Regions from separate parts of the Mus musculus genome. Here regions 1, 3 and 4 are each linked to region 2. A link is a contact called in public HiCAR-type and promoter capture Hi-C data. All regions are on one chromosome and are shown on one strand. The core of a region is the stretch at or near the end of the contact, and the rest is flanking DNA. Distances in the headings are between cores, read along the strand shown.

Region 1 (2,700 bases), core at 85-2,584, 2.6 Mb after region 2:
GAGGAAAGCCCATGAGGGACTGCTCATGAAGCAGTCCACCCACCCTGGGTGGGCAGAATGGCTCAGCAGCTTCCAGATGGAGAATTTAGAGCTAACCTAGGATCACCCAACAAGTGACCTGGACCAGTATCCCACTGTAACAGCTGCTTAGCTTAACCACCCCTGAGGGTCTGGTCCAGCTGTCTGTCTGCAAGTCCTGGGAAGGTGCAACCCTCTCCCCGGTTCCCAGCCACTGCCTCTGGCCTTCAGTCTACTTCGTGCCCTCTGCCCTTCATGTATTTGCTAGTGTGCTGGGCCATGGGGCCACCCTCTCCCTTCATCAATATGACAGGCCAGGGCCACAGGCAGACATGTGCTGCCTGTCAGCCTCCCATGTACAGCAGGCTCTTTGGAAGGCCCCACAGCTGATTGCCATTTGTAATGTTGTGCTCTAAGCAGTCATACTGCACTTTATGAGCCCTGTGCCTCCACAGAAACCCATCTGTGTCCGTCCTAGAGGACACAGACAGAAAAGCAAAGGTACGAGTGTGCTGGGGTTGAGATAAGCTTTAGTGGGTAAGTGAGAGTGGACGTTAGAGGTGGGGAGACGTAAGGGAGCGACCACCACGAGCTGAGGCCTGCCTGAGGGTGAGAAAGAGCTGGCTAGGTGAGGAGTTTGCGGAAGACCCTGCAAAAGTATCTGAGCCTTGGTCTCCCATGGACTGTCGGCAGGGTGGGCTGCGGAAGTTACGGGTAAGCCAAGGATGCACATGTAAGAATAGCACCCAGGAGGGCCTGTGACTCAGGCCCCTAGCTGAGTTTGGTAATGCCCTTAATCGGCTTTTGGACTCCCAGAGGGGACAGCAGGGCTGGCCACTTCTTTTCCCTAACAGCTGGAGACATCTGTGCCAGGGCCAATGTCGGGAGGGGGGGAATTGGCATAACTGAGCCTTTGGCTCCCTGAATCCACTTGGGGGAGAGGAGAGGACAGCTTTCTGGGGGAGAGGGGACAGTGTGTTCAGGACTAAAGCTTGGGACTCCTGGGTCCTAAGGGAGAAGACTGGAACTGGATCCCCGAGTCTGAGCAAGGAGAGCCTGGGCCTGGGCTCCCTGGTGTAAGCAAGGAGGGGCTGAGAGGGCAGGGATCCAGGGCTCTGAGGAAGAACCTAGCAGGAGGACTCTGTTGAGCTGCCTGTCCAGCAGGCAGGAGGGGCAAGGAGTTGAACTCTGGGCTCTGTTTACAGCATGTGGTTCTCACTATCCTTTCTGGATAGGAGGTGAAGCAGTGGCCACACCCTACCCCACTAGTCCCTCCCCCAGTTTATCGCCCCAGGCTGCTACTGGCACTAGCCACAGACCTGCTGTGCCAGCTTGGGGAGCTCCAGTCGGAAGAGGCCAGGGAGGGGTGAGTGCAGGCCCAACCAAGAGACAGAACCCAGGGCCTGGAGGGGAGAGGAGACACTGTCTTCTAGGGAAACAAGGGGTTGCAAATCCAGGAGCCAGGCAGGGCCCTAGACTTCCAGAGGGGGGTGGGGGGAATCACTCAGGAAGGTTGTAATGTCCCTACCAAAGTGTCAAGGGCAACTTATCCAAGATGTGGTATTCAAGTCTAAATAGCAGGAATACCCAAGGAGACGCTGGAAGAAGATCACAAAGGACCCTGAATGTGGGAAGTCAAGCCAAGCATGGAGCCAGACTTTGAAGGACAAGTAGAAGCTGAGCTTCCAGAGTCCTAGGAGGAGTGCTCTGTATGTAGGAACTCTGGACTTAGAAATCGGTGATTAAGTGGGCTCTGTAATTATGCATACAACCTTTGGCTCTTTGATGATCCTTAGTTTCCCCTCCTGTAATCTATGTCTGAACCAGTGCATCCAGGGTCTTTGTGGGCAATCTAAACCGTAGCATGGGTTTGGCTAGAGAGATGAATATTTATTAGCTATTTGAACTGTTGTTTCAGGCAGGAGAATGGAACAGTGTAGTCTAAGGCAGGTGGGCAAGGCTGAAAGCTAGGAGACCATCCAAAGAAGGGATGCTGGGTTTAGGGAATCCTACAGGAAAACAAGGAGGGAAGGCTTAAGTAACCAGGAGTGAGTCCCTGGTGCAGAGAGGCTGGTATTGTGGATAGGGCTCAGAAGGAGGGCTAGGTATAGAGGGCAGTCCTAGGCGATAGTAATGGCTGGTCTTAGGGAGTAACGTTCCCAACCATTGTTAGAAGGGAAGGGCTTATAGGCAACCCAGGAGACTGAGAAGGAAACTTGGAGTGGGACTTGAATGCGTGGGTCTTCAGAAGGAGAACCGCTAAGCATCCCGATTTCCCAGAACAAGAAGGACAAGTCCAAAGACAGTAAACAAAGATAGGAGTTCACCCTTGAATACCTGGAAGGAAGAAGGAAGAGGGTGGGCCCGCCTCTGGAATAGAGGGCTCAGGAGATTGGACTCCTAGATCCAGGAAGAAGGCCAAAAGACCTGGTCAGTGGGTTTCTAATTCTGAAGAGGAGCTAGTCAGGGTCTGCTCAGTCTGAGGGCTTCGACTCCCAGCTGCTAGAAAGAGGATGAGGATGCAGCCGCAGGCTTCTAGAAGACAAGGAGATAAATTCCTAGGTGTGAGAGAGAAGATAATGGAAGGCCCCTGCGTCTCCAGGAGGATTGGGACAGACCTGAGGAAGGAGAGGGCTCGGCTTTGGACTCCTGCATCTCAGCAAGGACGGTCCTAGGTTTGAA
Region 2 (2,720 bases), core at 115-2,614:
CCTGATTCCATTAAAGTTTAATTGTCTTGATTTTTATTCTGTCTGCATTCATAGCTGATGATGCTGTCTAAATCATCTATGCCCTGTTGCTTTTCTGGATTCCTTCTATCAGTTATTGAGACTGAAAACTTTTGTATGCAATGCTGGATTTGGCTGTTTCTCCTTATTTCTCTATTGGACGTTTCCCCTCATGTTTTGAAGGTGTGGTATTACACGCATACTGTTTATTTTAGTTTTTTAGACAGGTCTTCACTAAATAGTCCTTGGTGGCCTCATCTCATAGACATTCACTGGCTGTGTCTCCTCATTGCTGGGGTCACATGCATGTGCTACCACGCCCAGCCAAGGATATTTTCACTTGATGACTTGCTGTCTCTGTTATTGCTGTTAGTACTGGCGATGCTCTTTGCCCCCAGAACTGCCTCCATTTTAAAGTTGACTTAAGTCTTTTTTTTTTTTAATACTATTGTGAGGATGGTCACTTTGAATCGGCTAGAATATTTAACACATTTTCTGTAGTTAACACTTATCTGCAAATTAATGTGGCACCTATACTTTAGCATTTACATAATTTACAGTACATTTAATGCAATTAGTTTTATTACTAGGATTGTTTAGCCTTTTCACAATTTCTTTCTATCATGTTTGGAAAAAGTTCTTTGTATAACATGAGAAAAAACAAAAGTGGTTTCGAAAGTTCCATAGTGTCAAGTTACAATAAATGTGTCTATCCTATAAAAAAGAGGCCTATGTTTTGGGTTTGTGTTTTGTTTGTTTTTTAGTTTTTTGTTTTTTAGGACACTTAACGCGTGCTAGTCATTCATCCTCCAACAGGAGGTAAATGACTGCCTATTGAACACAGTTCTGGTGATACATACAGATGTAGTCGTCACTCAATTTTTTCTATCTAGTCAACAGGGACACCGAACCCTGGAAGGGTCCAGAATATCTGGCTCTTTGAAATCGTTAATATAAACTACCCAACTTTAGAAACCAACCAATTCTTTAGTTCGGTCTTTTCAAATTTACCATAGTCCCTAGCAGAGCACAGCGTAGTGGAATCCCACTGAGTGGGACTCAGGCAAAGCGTCCGTCCCGATCTGATCTACTTCCTATTCTAAATTTTAAAATTTCCGCTCGTCCGTCCACGCCACAGGAGGGAAAATCAGGTAGACACAGAACACCAAACTCCGTTTTGATCCCAGGAGGCAGCCTCCCCTCGAAGCATGGGGAGCCCCCTGCCCCCCCACCGTGGGAACTCCCACAAGCCACTGGGCCCAGTTCCCGGATGGGCCGGGCTAAGTTGCATGCTGGGACCTTTCGGAAACGCCGGGCTTCTTGAAGGCTCCACATAGCTCCGGACGCCGCCAAGGGTCTTTGGCATCCCGGTGCCACCAACACGGAAGGTCTGATCTTTCTGGTCCAAAGAAATTGCTGGTTGGCTTCGGTCTCCACAGAGTAAGGTGGGCTGGGTATCGGTGTGGGCGCTGGTGTAGGGTGAATGGAGATGTTGACGCGTACGGGCGTGTGTGAGCGTGTGTGAGCGTGTGTTTGTGTGGGTGGGTGGGCGCGCGCTCGCGCGCGTCTCTCTGTGTATACACACCTTGAGCTCTCTGCTCATCTGTGTCACTGTGCTTATCATTTTCTTTCAAGGCCACAGGGGTTGGAGCAGAGGGCTAAGCATCACTAAGGAGAAGTCAGGTGCGGAGTCTGAAGGGAAGCTTTCCCTGAGGTACACACGAGCTTGGGAGGTGCTTTTAAGGCCGGAAGTGCCTCCGAGGGTCGCTTAGGAGGGCTGCTCTGGGTTGAATACCCGAAGTTTCTCAGAGCTGTAGCCATGAGAGTGTTGAGGGACGTGAAGGAAAATGCTCGGTGAGGATGCTCTCGGATATAGTCTGAGATCTCGTGGAATTATCAGTAAATGAAGGAGGAACGTGAAAATTGATACCTTCACCTCTGGGGCCCATAACGTTGTCCCTTCCCTTTCCACTTCACCTTATCATTTCAATGAACCCCGCCTTTTCTTCTCTACAATCACCCTTTTCCTAAGATGTTCTAGGTAGAAACCTCCAGAGGTTATCGTTAGGTCTCTCAAACTCTGATTTTATAAATCGATTTCTATTTGGATGGCATCGCATATCAGATGCGATCCTTTGATCCTTACAGGCCTTGTTTTCAAAGCAGGCCAGGAATGTCGGGGATAGATGATGTGTTCACTGTGAGGATTATGGCAGTGGGAAAGTGATAGCACTGAATTTGGCATCTTTGAAAGCTAGTGATTTTCTGAGTGTGTGTGTGTGTGTGTGTGTGTGTGTGTGTGTGTGTGTGTAATGGGTAACGTTGGCCAGATCCAGATGAGCAATGCCATGATTGATCGTGGAGTGTGGATCTGTGGTATCGGGTTGGAATCTTGGTTCTGTCCCCTCAGGCTCTCCAGGCCTGTCAGGAACCGTAGGATGCCTGTGGTGAAGCCTGTTAGTGCAGTGCCGCCATATCCTAAGGGCCTGGTGTGCTTTAGTTGTTCTCTGTGAGGCCATCTTGGGTTCATTCCACTCAGTGTTCAGCAGGACAAGGGAGTGTGAGAAACAATGCGATTGCTGGTGGATGTTTAAGAAAGTGACTTAAAAAGAAAAGCTAGGCTTCGTGGTATACATTTAATCTCAGAGGCAGAAGCAGGAGGATCACTGTGAGTTCAGGGTCAGCTTGGTCCACATAGCAAG
Region 3 (2,722 bases), core at 155-2,654, 2.1 Mb before region 2:
TTGAAACCTCAAAGCCCACCCTCCAATAATAACACACCTCCTCTAACATGGCCATATCCCCTAACCCATCCCAGGCAGTTCCATAAACTAATGACTAAGCATTCAAATGTATGAGCCTATGAGCCAGCTCATTCAAATCTCCGCACCCAGCAATCCCAAACTTCACTTCCCTCTAACATGCCTGGTTAGTATACCCGTTATCATTGGGGTAGTCTACCGGCAGCTCTCCCTCAGCTCCATTCTATTCTGGGTAACTTCATATCCTTATAAGATCTTCATGTCTTTATAGTATCTATTTCGTTAGGACTGTGGCAGCTTTGCAATTAACAGAGAAGTGAGGTAAGCCGTGTTGTCCCTATTTTCTGAAGAGAAAATCTTGATTTATACAGAGATGTAGTCTTTTAACTTCAATGTCGTTTTAAAAGATTTAATGTGAGTGCTCTGCTGCATATACATCTGTAGGCCAGAAGAGGGCATCATATCCTCTTATAGATGATTGTGAGCCACTATGTGGTGGCTGGGTATTGAACTCAGGTCCTCTGGAAGAGAAGCCAGTGCTCTTAATCGCTGAGTCATCTCTCTAGCCCCAACTTTAATGTCTTTTTCAGACCGACTGACTTGTTATCTCCTGGACTAGGTATATTTATTGGTTATGGAAATCACTTCAAAGGAAGATGCTTTCTCCAAGTGTTCCACTGTAGTTTTTAATGTAACTACCTCTCAGTAGCCAGGGATGACCCTGATCCTCCTGCTCCTCCTGCGGGCTAGCATTAGAAGCATGTGGGAATCCAAGGTGTGGTCCTGGTATCCACCCTTTCAACCTACAGGACCTGCTAATGAGTACCAAGCCAAATGCATGTCCAGAACAAGTCACACATCTGCGGAGGAGATCTGTTCCTGCACACTTCTGGGGCGGGGGGAAACTCGGCCGCTAGAGGTGGCCAAGCAAAGGCTTAGCTCTCTGAGAAATTGAGATAACTTTCCCCCTTCAATATATTTTTTTTCGTATTGCACTGAATTATATTACTAGAAGTCTCAGCCGCATGATTATGCTTACTATGCAAATCACACTCCGCCCCCTACCAGTTCTCCGCCCCTTTCCTGATGCAGTCTATCCTCTACAGATAATACCAAAAGTCCGGGAAATCAACAGATTCCTAACTTTTTTGAATGATTTTAAATGCAGTAGTGGAAGCTGATATAGGGTTCCATGTATCCTGAGGATGCGTTTCTATTTGGGGTGTCCTCCGCTCGTCCACCACACTGAGGGACCGTTAGAAGCCCCGCCCATCGGGAGCCATCTTGTCTGCCGCGTTCCCTCGGACTGACTACATTTCCCAGAGGGCTCCCTGGCTTCTCGCGGGAAGATCACGCGCCTGGCGTGACTTCAGAGCTTTGCTGGCAAGAGGGGAGGTGCACTGAAGGATTGCAGGGCTTTGGCAGCTTGCAAGGAAGGCCTTTGGTGCGGAACCCGGGAGGAGGCGGGGCGAACGCCGAGGCTGGGCTTTGTGCGGCAGAGGAGTCGGAATTGTGCGGCTAATTTGTGAACAGTGATCGCGGCGCTAAGGGGCTGGACTGGTGATGAGCATCAGTTTCTGCTAACACCGTGGCGGCCACCACCCCTTGGTGAGTGGGAGGGAGCGAGCTGGGGACACGTGCGGCATTGTGTGTGGATGTGGAGAGCTGCTGACTGGGTGAGTGTTCTGTCTCTGTAGGGGCGTGCGACTGTGTGATGTTGTGACCACGTGCAGCACAGTGCAGGCGCAGATACCTGTGGATTCTGTGTGGTAAAAGTGAAGTTGTGCTTAAGTTACTTTTTGAGCCCCTAGTAGGTAGTCCTGTCTTCTCGTAGGTAGGTTTCCGATAGCCGAGTGTCTCTGTTGTGGGTCTGTGTGTGGGTTGTGAGTGTGAAGTTTTGAATGTGTATCTTGCGTGCATTCTTCTTTAGCCTTTGCTCATTTTAGAGGTTCATTTGTGAGCTATCATGCTTTTCTTTGTCTTTTACTTTGTTTATTTGGACAGCTGTGTAGGACTTCCCCGTGTTAAGTGGGATAGCGGCTTAACTGAGTCTTTGTGCTGTTTGATATTTCAGGATCTGAAGCATTTATACATCTCGACTATTAAGGGTAGCCATATGAGTATTTCCAACTGTTTTTAATGTTTACTTTTAAAAATTCACTTTACATCCTAATCTCAGCCACCCTCCTTCCTCGCTTCCCAGTCCTACCCTTACAAATCCCTCCCTCCATCTCCCCCTTACCTTGTCCTCTGGGCAGGAGAGTCCCTCTGGGTACCACCCCTCCCTGGGGCACCTAGTCCCAGCAGGTCTAGGAAGCACAATCAGGCAGTCGAAGTAGGGGGTGATCCAATGACAGGGAACAGAGATGGAGACAACCCCCGCTCCACTTCTTAGGGGGACCCACATAAACACCAAGCTCACACTTGCTACAAACGTGTAGGCGTGGGGTGGGGAGTGTGCTTAGGTCCAGCTCTTCCATGCTCCCTGGTTGGTGACCCAGGCTCTGTGAACCTCCATGCTCCCAGGTCAGTTGACTCTGGGTCTTCTTGTGGTATCCTTGACCCCTCTGGCTTGCTCACTTCTATCCCATACTCTTCCACAAGACTCCCCAAGCTCCACCTGATGAGTGTGGCTCTCTGCATCTGCCTCCATCCACTGCTGGGTGAAGTCTCTCAGGAGACAGTTATGCTAGGCTGCTGTCTG
Region 4 (2,700 bases), core at 174-2,673, 2.3 Mb before region 2:
GGAGTTTCAATAAACCAGTCCTGTTTAACTGAGATCGGTTTTTAAGCGGTTTGTGCGACGCTTCCCAAACCCCAACAGACTTCTGGGCTAAAAATCAAACCCTTCCAACAAACATTTGATGGACAATAGTATGTGTTAGGCATTAGTCTAGCAACCTAGGAATAACAGGAAATGGGATAAAATTTGTTGGCTTCAGGGAGGGGCTGACATTCTAGTGGTGGGGACACCGTTGCATACCTCAACCTGTGATGCCCCAGAAAACCGTTTAAAGAGAAAAATAAGCCAAAAAATGAACAGGGAGAATGATGTGTGTGCACATCCCTCTCACCCCTTCCGCTCCCAAGGTAGCAATGAACTATCTACAGCTTCATAGCAGTAGCTCCCAAGACTCAAAGCTGGACCAACCCCGCCCCTCCCAGGGCCACGCCCCATGTTCGAATCTCCCAGGCCAATTGTCCCTGCCCAGGCGCCCCAAAGTGTTGGAGCCCTAATGTACTTATGTGTAGCTGTCCTACCCTGGCCAGTCCTGCCCAGTCAGCAATAACACTTGAGTCTGGGCCAAACCCTGTCCGGGTCCCCGAGCAATCCATCCGCCTCACGTCATCCCAGGGAAGAGCAACACTGCAACACGTGACAGGGGAAACTGAGGGCGCATGCGTACAAAATGTTCCTCGTGCTACCGCGGCTACGCCCCAATCACGGGATGGAGAGCAGCTGGCTACAATCTTCGCAATCCTAAACCTCACTATTTGTATAGGCAAGAGTAGGGCGGTGTTGTTCCCGACCCCAAGCCCACGGCTCTTTGGCTTCACCCTACCCCTATATCCATGAGACTGGTACAGCTTGAATAACTTCCCGGGACTGTTGCAAAAGACAGGATGAGCTCCATCAAAGTTAAAAGCTGTGTGTCTATGAACAGAGAAAGCACAGGTTAGTAGAGAAACCCAGCCAGACTCAGTAAGCAGTGAAATAGACAGGCCCTGGCCCCACCTTCCTTTAGCTCCGCCTCTTATCTCCCATTGGGCAATGAGCCTACCCGGAAGCTTTGTGATTGGCCAGCCGGGGTGCCGGCTGCGTCCAATGGGCGGTGGCGCCGGCTTTCCCGCGGCCATTCGCTATTCGAGTGGGTGCTGGCTACAGGCGGCTGTTAAGAAGCGTAACGGACACTGGTCTCCGACAGCATGATGGCTGCCTTAGCGGCCGGAGGTTATACGCGGAGTGACACGATAGAAAAGCTGTCCTCTGTCATGGCGGGAGTTCCGGCGCGGAGAAACCAGTCCTCCCCGCCTCCTGCCCCACCGCTCTGCCTCCGGCGGCGGACGCGACTCGCGGCGGCTCCCGAGGACACTGTGCAGAACCGGGTGAGAGGCTGGTCGTCCTGTTTACCCAACTCCGGGCTTCTCTGCCACCTTGGTCCCGCCTCGGGGCCTCGGTCCCTCCCATCGCTTCTTTATTTGCTCCCTCAGGCGGCTTCCCAGGCCCGCCTGGTCCGGAAGCCCCGCCCCCTTGGCAGAGGCTTTCCCCCTGCGTTCCTGCTGGCTTCAGGGTTTGGTGCTGCCCATCTTTCTGGCTCCACTTAGAGTTGGCACATTGCTTTATTTTAGTTCTAACTCCCGGGAAATGGTTTTGCATTTACAAATCATCTCTAATATCACTTTACTGTTCAGTGAGTGACCTAAGACACTTATCCCTTTCATTCCAGTGTGTCTTTGATTTTATTGGAATAGGGCTGGGGACCACTGCAGCCACCAGTGTGCTGTATCGGAGTCTGAGCGAGAGGCTGGCCTGTTGGCTCTTGCCACGCCTCCTCTGTAGCGCCTCGGGGTAAGGTGTGCTCTTCCAGGCCCCTATTTGGTTAACATTCCCCTGGTTTTGTTGTTGTTATATTGTTGTGGGTTTTGTTGTTGTTGTTATATTGTTGTGGTTTTTTTGTTTTTTGTTTTTGTTGTTTGTTTTTTCCTTTTGAGACAGGATTTCTTTGTGACTGAATTCATTCTGTAGACCAGCAGGCTGGCTGTGAGCTCTGAGATCTACCTTTCTGCCTCCGGAGTACTTGCCTGGCTTATTTGCGTAACATTTCTTGGTCTTCCTTCCTTTTTCTGTTCCTGATTTCTTTCCTGTTCCTTCACTAGAACTGATTTTTATCTACTTACGGCTTAAAATTATGGAGAATGTAAAAATCTTAGCACTGCTGCCTGGGGAGCAGGGTGTACAAAACAGTTCCACAAAATTTGAGTCACAGAAAGAAATGACTTTGGGTAGAAGGAATGCTATTAGTAAAACTTTTTTTTTTTTTTTTTTTGGTCAGGGTTTCTCCGTGTAGCCTTGGCTGACCTGGAACTGGCTGTGTAGACCAGACTGGCTGAGGTCAACTTTTGAGAGTTCATTCTCCCAGAGTCAGCTTTGGCCCCAAGGGCTTTTACCTACGGAGCTATTGGCTACTAGTCTAGAGGCAGTGGGACCTGGGAGAATGGAGTCATAAATGAGGCAAGCTAAAGTCTCCTGTAGTAGCCAACTTTAGTCTGAGCAGCAGACAGTTTGTACCCTGAGGGTTAAGAGGAGTCACAAGGACAAGTGACACACATGGCAAAAACATGTTTTTCCATCGAGACATATAAAGAAATAACAATACTTAGTGTAATGAATAATCTGAAATAGACTCACTCCTATCTCCTACACCTGGAGGGGCACAAAACCAGG

What was found. Promoter capture Hi-C pulls out the DNA fragments that hold promoters and counts their contacts. HiCAR-type assays count read pairs that join an accessible place to other places.
Region 1: a promoter capture Hi-C map of liver shows a contact between it and region 2, with 2.3 times the contacts expected there. The contact joins the promoter of Lipe here to the promoter of Zfp850 in region 2. A contact is called at or near these places in 2 of 39 promoter capture datasets (liver and pre-B cells).
Region 3: a contact with region 2 is called in a HiCAR-type map of astrocytes, with 5 times the contacts expected there. The contact joins the promoter of Zfp566 here to the promoter of Zfp850 in region 2. A contact is called at or near these places in 1 of 39 promoter capture datasets (liver) and 1 of 115 datasets of contacts at active chromatin or transcription factors (astrocytes).
Region 4: a contact with region 2 is called in a promoter capture Hi-C map of cranial neural crest. The contact joins the promoter of Thap8 here to the promoter of Zfp850 in region 2. A contact is called at or near these places in 1 of 39 promoter capture datasets (cranial neural crest) and 1 of 9 other capture datasets (liver).

What each region holds. Positions count from the first base shown.
Region 1 is chr7:25,388,746-25,391,445 of GRCm38.p6, reverse strand. Lipe (lipase, hormone sensitive) reads left to right here and starts at 1,334. Exons shown (of 10, transcript NM_001039507.2): 1 at 1,334-1,384. It also overlaps a transcript of 4732471J01Rik not described here.
Region 2 is chr7:28,012,759-28,015,478 of GRCm38.p6, reverse strand. It overlaps Zfp850 (zinc finger protein 850), which reads left to right and starts at 1,364. Exons shown (of 6, transcript NM_001254951.1): 1 at 1,364-1,463.
Region 3 is chr7:30,089,192-30,091,913 of GRCm38.p6, reverse strand. Zfp566 (zinc finger protein 566) reads left to right here and starts at 1,404. Exons shown (of 4, transcript NM_152814.2): 1 at 1,404-1,626.
Region 4 is chr7:30,278,817-30,281,516 of GRCm38.p6, reverse strand. It overlaps Thap8 (THAP domain containing 8), which reads right to left and starts at 1,423. Exons shown (of 3, transcript NR_144498.1): 1 at 1,037-1,423; 2 at 818-909. It overlaps Wdr62 (WD repeat domain 62), which reads left to right and starts at 1,107. Exons shown (of 33, transcript NM_146186.4): 1 at 1,107-1,361. The coding sequence starts at 1,185.